Regions from separate parts of the Zea mays genome. Here region 2 is linked to region 1. The links are chromatin contacts, called in public Hi-C maps. All regions are on one chromosome and are shown on one strand. Each heading gives the region's core, a stretch centred on a gene start, on an enhancer-like site or on the middle of the called end of the contact. The rest is flanking DNA. Distances are from core to core; before and after follow the strand shown.

Region 1 (3,207 bases), core at 624-3,123:
AAATTTTAAATGATAAACATGCCATTTTTGGACCATTTGGGCGGCCCAGGCGCCAGCCAGGCCAGGCGGCCTAGGCGTCAGCCAAAGGCCGGAGTGGCCCATGCGGCCAACAGGTGCCCCTCGCGTCCTTTAAAGGGGAGGCGGTTAGACTGTCTCTATTAACGTCCTCTAAATTTCGTCCTCTAAAGGAATATTCTCTGTCCTTTACAACACTCTCTAAAAGATTCCGTCCTCTATATATTCTGCATCTCCAACAACGTTCCCTAAATTCGGTCCTCTATATCTACAACGTTGACAGAATTTACAAACTATCATATTTATTCTATCTTTTGCATGTAATTTGAATTTGTCCTAACGTACTTAATTAAAAAAACCTAATTAACATTTATCACTACGTCAATTGTTTGAGTGTATATACTAATTAAAAACAAATAACAAGCCGTATGTTCATGTTTTTTGGCTGTTTCCGTTTGCTTGTCCTCCACCTAGTTTTTTTCTTTGGCCGAACACGCTACAACCTACTACACCAGACCAAGCCGTCGCTCCTCGATTCCAATCATGGCCGCCGCCGCTCCTCAGATCTCTGTCCATGGCCAGCGCCACCTTCACTCGGCCTCCTGCTACAAACGCCGCCGCCTCTCCACCCAACGACGTCTGCCGGCTGCTTTCTCCAACCAAGCCCAAGAAATCGATGCTCGCGTTTGGCCGGATGAAGCGACACCATGCGCTGCTGGTCGACGACGCCATGCTCCACGGTCATCGCTACCGCCGTTGCCACCTCCCAAGTCCACGCTCGATTTCACAGAAAGGACAGATAGCGGACACACAGTGAATCGCTGAGAATAGCGTGTACGAACATCGTCCGGTACTTTAGCGACTGGTTTACCGTTCGTTGCTGGAGGATGTAGCGAACGCTTGGATCGCTAAATTTAGCGTACAAGAGTGTATAGAGTTTGTTGCTGGAGACAGCCTTAGGGTTACCCATGCCCAGTCGCTGCCGCCACCAGGGCGGTTTGCCCAGCCGCCACGTCTTTGCGCCGACCGCGCCCGCATTGGGACCAGCCGCGCCCTGGTCGGGCTCTCGCGCCGCGCCCGAGCGGGCAGCCACGCCGCATCCGAGCAGGCGCCCAGGCCGCGTCCAAGCAGACCGAGGCGACAACCAGGATCCAGATGGCCGGAGCCGGCCGCGCCCGTGCCTGGGAGCCGCTGCACACGCCGACGGGGTCGCTCGGGGCTCACCCGTGGCCGAGCACGCGCCTGGGAGGCTGTAGGCCTCGTGCCACGCCCCTGGCAGGGAGGTCGCAGGCCCTGTGCGGGAGCCCCATGACCCTTGTACAGTCAGTCCCATCACGTAGGGTGCTGCGGTTGGCCGAGGCGCGCTGCCCTGCGCGTGGCCTTGCCGTTGATGGCCCACACCGCCCTTGTGCGGGGGCCGAGGCTGGTTCGCGCTGGGCCGTGCCATCACAACGCCCTCTGGTTGTACAATTGTAGCCACTGATGGCATTTTTTCCAACAACGAATATAGAGAGGAATGGTAGGTTCCATACCTTCAACCTTCTTCAACTACGAGTGATCTGTTGTCTTCTTCCTTGATTTTGCGAGCAGTGCTGATAACGTGTTAGATTGTGTTAGATGTCAGTGATAGCGAGATTGAGACAAATAACAGAGACCATGATAGATAATGACAGTTTATTATTTATTCCAAAGGGTGTGTCCCTGGGTGAGAAGCAACATTGCAACAAACAAAAACCATGGAGCCGTGAACCCTCCAGAAATTACGAACGCCGCGTGGCACACCAACGCACGTCGCGACACCCACGAGGATGGCAGTCACTGACAATATATCCCCACCCCCACCACGATCCCGACCCCACACGCCATCGAGAGAAAGCACCAGTGACGGGGCGCCGCCGAGGCGGACGGCTCCCACACGGCCACACCCCACATATACGCGTCGCTTACTGGTTGGTCCCACCAACGAATTCAGAGGCGTCCAGAGACGAGCAAGCGAGCCCCGAAATACTCTGTTACAAGCCCCAACGCGACCGAGACAAATACACAAGCGAAAAGGCGAGAGCCGGAGAGAGAGAGACATACAGAGAGAGGGGAAAAAACTTATCTGCCCTTCCTAATCGCCCTTACCCCCTTGTGTTAGATAACCACCCCTCTCCCTTGCGCGCCGCCGCCGCCGCCGCCGCGCCTCCCCGCCGGGAGCCCGTCTCCGGCGATCGCCGCCGTCTAGCCCCCCTCCTGTCCCCGCCTTCGATCCGAATCCTAGACGAAAAATCGTGGAAAATACCGCAAAAAATCGCGGAAATTCGCCCGGTTCTGTTTGAATAAATCGCACGGGCGTTGCGCCCCGCCCCTCTCGCTCCCCTCCCGCCGCCAGCCCCGCGGCCGCCGGCGACGGCGATCGCGCAGACAAATAGGCGCCCGCGTCGAGCCAGAAAAACCCGCCTCGTGCCGGTCCGAGCATTCGTCTCTGTCGTGGGGACTGAGCACCCGTTGCCTGTCCCCGCCCGCCTGCCCGCCGCCTCCTGCTCCTCTCGTCGGCCGCGGCACAAGGTGCGTCCCCTTGCCACCTCGCGGCTTTTTGTGGCAGTGGTTGGTTCCGAGGCATGTGCCCGCGTGATGTGGCACCGGTTTCGAGCGCCGCCCGCCCGATCCGCGCCGCCGGCTGCTCGATCTGGCCGCCGCACGCGTCGATCTGCGTGGCCGCGCGTCAAGCGTTTGGGATTTAGGGTTTCAGAGTTCAGCTTGATTCTACGCACCCGAGGCTGCTCACCGGTGTATCTCTGCTTCTGCTGATCGATTTTGATTAGAGCTGGGCTCGAGTCACGTCCCTCACCTGAAAATTTTAATCCATTTGGCATTCAAATGATCACCCCTAACAAAAAGCATTAGAAATTGATTAGATTCTAGTTGGATTGCCCTCTTTATGGCACGGCATATTGATCACTGGCCACGTTCTGAATTGACTTCGTTGCATGAACTGCAGGAGTGATACTGAGCCTGTGAGAGGTATTCCATATAATGCCATAATCTGGGATGGCATTCTTCAGCAACTCCGGGAGCAAGGCTGATTCAGGAGGGTACAACCTGAATGAAAAGGCCGAAGATGAGGGCATCTACGAGTCAGTTCAGGATGGGAATGTTGACCTGAGTTCTAGGCAGTGGAACTTAAATGAGAAAGCAGATGATGCTTAC
Region 2 (3,325 bases), core at 658-3,157, 240 kb before region 1:
CCTAGGCCGAGCAGTTATTCCAGCCGGCACATCTGGTGTAAAGTTTCTGAGAACAGCATCAAACATGGCAGGATTAAGTGGTTTTGCGGCAACAGTAATAACCTTCTCATTTTTCTTGATAACTGACTCATCAGGCACATCCAATTGAGATATCAACTCAACAAATGCACTCAGAGTTGGGTAGCCAACCTAAAATGAACGAAATGGTCAGGAAAAAGGAAATCAAATAAGAGCCAAAATTGCATCAGACCAATTTAATTAGGTACATGTACCTTAGGTATCCTGCGGTTCCTCAAATCCTGTAAAAGGTAGACAAAAGGCGAGCATGAAAGCAATGCCTGCAAAGTTGCATTCAGAAAGCAAATATTTCCTGTGTTCCTCAAACCATGTGGAAGCAAGGGCATGTTCTGAGAGGCTTTCTTATTTAGGCTTGTGACTGCCTCTTCTGCTGGAGCAGCAACAATGTGTTTATCGACAATTGGACTACCATTTTCAGTAATTTCCCTTTCCTTATTTAACTTTCTGCTTTCAGTGGGTTTGGTGCCATCCTTATGCGTCTCCAACGTCATTTGCGGTGTTGGATTGCTGATGATTTTGACAGGTATAACTGGTGGGACAACAGCCTCTGTCTTCACATTCTCAAATAAACCATTGTTAGCAGGAACATTAACAGGAGGGCATCCATTAGCCAGAACTGGTCCACCGTTTGAAAGGCTTGACCCTGCAGCTTTCTTTTCATTATTGCATGCATTCTCCTTCGTGATGGCACTGGTTTCCCCTTTTGCTGATTTTGCAGGAAGAACAACACTTGAAGTAGATATTTTCTCTAAATTCAGCACTGACAAGTTCAGGGTGCCAAACTGGATCTCCGTCCGTTCACATTCTTTGCTGACACTTTTAGTTGGACTTTTGAGGGGCTGACCCTGTAACAACTTAGTCTCGTCCTCCGTAAAGGACCCAAACAACAACATCTGCATCATAGACAGAGCAACTAGATTAGAGAATCCGGTAACATGGGCAGATTTTATTGTTAATAAGTAACTTACGCAAAAAATCTACTGCATATCAAAACAGTTGTACTGAGAGCCGTTTGGAAAGGAGCTCTATACGTTTAAGAAAACTTTAATTTCAGCTCCCACATGCTTCACACACGCAATCCTTGGGAGCAAGAATAGTGTAAGCACTGATCAATGATCCAGATCCAAACGATCATCTAAACCAAATCGATGGTTCTGTACCATATGAATTAATTGCTTATGCATCCGATAATGGGCGTATGATTCATACACCCATCACCCATGGTAGCAATAGCATTTAATCGTCGTGCCAGGTACTACAAAACACCTCAATCCAATCAACTCGCCCGCGCCCCTAACCTTAAACCGCCCTGGCTCACTTTAATGCGCCACGCCATGGAGCCGGACAAGCAGTACAGACAGTTAAACCACGCAATTACGCCCAAATGACGATGTCAATGCAAGCACGCGGATAGTACCTTCTCGCCGCCGCTGCTCATCTCGGCTGCGGTGGGGAAGCCAATCGCTGGGCGCCGGAAGCGGTGGCTCGGGGGACCTCTTGGGAGCTCTTCTGCGACCGGGGGCAGAGGAAGCCGAGGTCGCAGGTAGGAGACATCAAAGGCGGCGGCGGCGGCGGGCGGCGCCGAGCGGGGTGGACAACCGCACGGCAGGGTCCGGTTCTGCGCCGGCGCTACGCTATCGGGTTGGGCGAAGGCCGGGGGCTGGGGGCCGGGGGGCGTGGTGTAGGGTTTGAGGAGGGTAGAGGCGAGGTGGGGCTGGAACTGGAAGCCTGGCTGCCTGGGTCTCGACTCTTGAGAGGAAGGAGGACGAGACGGGGGGTTGCTTGAATTGGTGCTATTGTCGAATGTCAATGCAGGTTGCGGCAGGCAGGCGGGCGGGCGATTCGTGGGCTTGGGCTGTATTATGTACGTGGGGCTTTTCTTTGCGGTTGATTCAACAAACTCGCTTTAAACTTCGAATCGCAGCTGTGCTAAAAAAGACCGTTCCTGAATCTGATTTTATGAATATTTATTAATTAAAAACATTCAAAATACTGTTTATTGTTCTATACCGAGTTTTGCCTTTTTACTTAAATTGTCAATAGATGTTTGACAAGATTATTAGCCCACACAAAAAAATCTTGACTTCTAGAAAATCTTGTCAAGTATTTTTTCTAATCTATATCTATATCTATATCTATATTATACTTAAAGCATCAGTTTCAACGGTCTATAGGTGGACAAACGGTGGTCCGGCACGGGCTAGACGCACGCGGGCTACAACTGTGGCCAGGCACTTCATGTCGGTCTACTGATTGTGTCGGGCCAACCCGTTAACCCGTCGGCTCATTTGATTAAATCAGCGTAAAATGTTAAAAAACGGTGCAGAAAGTGGAGTTCGAACTCATGTCCTGATAGAAGAAAGGCAAGAGACACTAGGTGAAGTTGTCTAACCAGTAGAACATCATGCTCAAATATTTTTAATATTTAATATAAATTGTCTATATGTATATACGTTTTTTGTAAAATAAAAATATATAATCGTGTCGGACTAGGCCAGCACTACGGGCCAAGTCTACAACTCAAGCACGACACGACTTTCTTGGCTCTTACCAGCATTAGGTCGTTTCTGAGACCACATTGACGCGATGGACTCCATGGTGTTTGAGGTTGCTGAATTGGATTGAGCAACAATGGTTTGTCACACTAACAGTAAAATGAAAGGTTATTTGTTGGTTTTAAACGTTAGTAATTGTTATGAAGTAGCATAATTTATATGGAGCGCATCCAGTTTTTATTGATGCCTGACTTTAGCAATCACTCCATATTTTGATCTATCTTTTTTATAAGTTTGATTTCATGTGACTTATTTTAGAAACTTGAGCTCACAAATTTTCTCTTATTTGGTATCTGTATGGTTGAATTATGTCATTTTATAATCTCTGTTCGTTCAGTCATTCATTGTGAATTCTCTTCTAATCGCTCACTCCATTGGCCGTGTTGTACCAAGACATATTGCATGGAGTAAATAATAACACCAGTTAGCCAAATCAAAAAATATATATTATATAGAGAGCGGAGACAATCAATAAAAAATCTTGATTTTTTATGGATAGTTTATGTGGGTATTGTTGTAAGCTATTGCAACGCACAGGCAACCGACTAGTTTTTTAATGACACAGTCGTTTTTTCAGTTGTCTACAGCAGCTTACCCATCACGTACTCATATTCAAACTATACTCTGCGAATAGTGCAGTTTACAAAGGACTCCAACGGTCAAACGCTCCAAACCCCAACGGGCGTGCTGAC

What was found. A called contact is a pair of places that touch in the nucleus more often than the background predicts.
Region 2: a contact with region 1 is called in a Hi-C map of ear, with 2.4 times the contacts expected there. The contact joins the promoter of LOC103633533 here to the promoter of LOC103633530 in region 1. A contact is called at or near these places in 4 of 25 Hi-C or Micro-C datasets (ear and leaf).

The regions. Positions count from the first base shown.
Region 1 is chr7:180,373,763-180,376,969 of Zm-B73-REFERENCE-NAM-5.0, reverse strand. It overlaps LOC103633530 (protein CHROMATIN REMODELING 5), which reads left to right and starts at 1,873. Exons shown (of 31, transcript XM_020540744.1): 1 at 1,873-2,565; 2 at 2,999-3,207. The coding sequence starts at 3,049.
Region 2 is chr7:180,612,083-180,615,407 of Zm-B73-REFERENCE-NAM-5.0, reverse strand. It overlaps LOC103633533 (ubiquitin carboxyl-terminal hydrolase 24), which reads right to left and starts at 1,907. Exons shown (of 7, transcript XM_020540745.3): 1 at 1,496-1,907; 2 at 273-971; 3 at 2-189. The coding sequence starts at 1,516.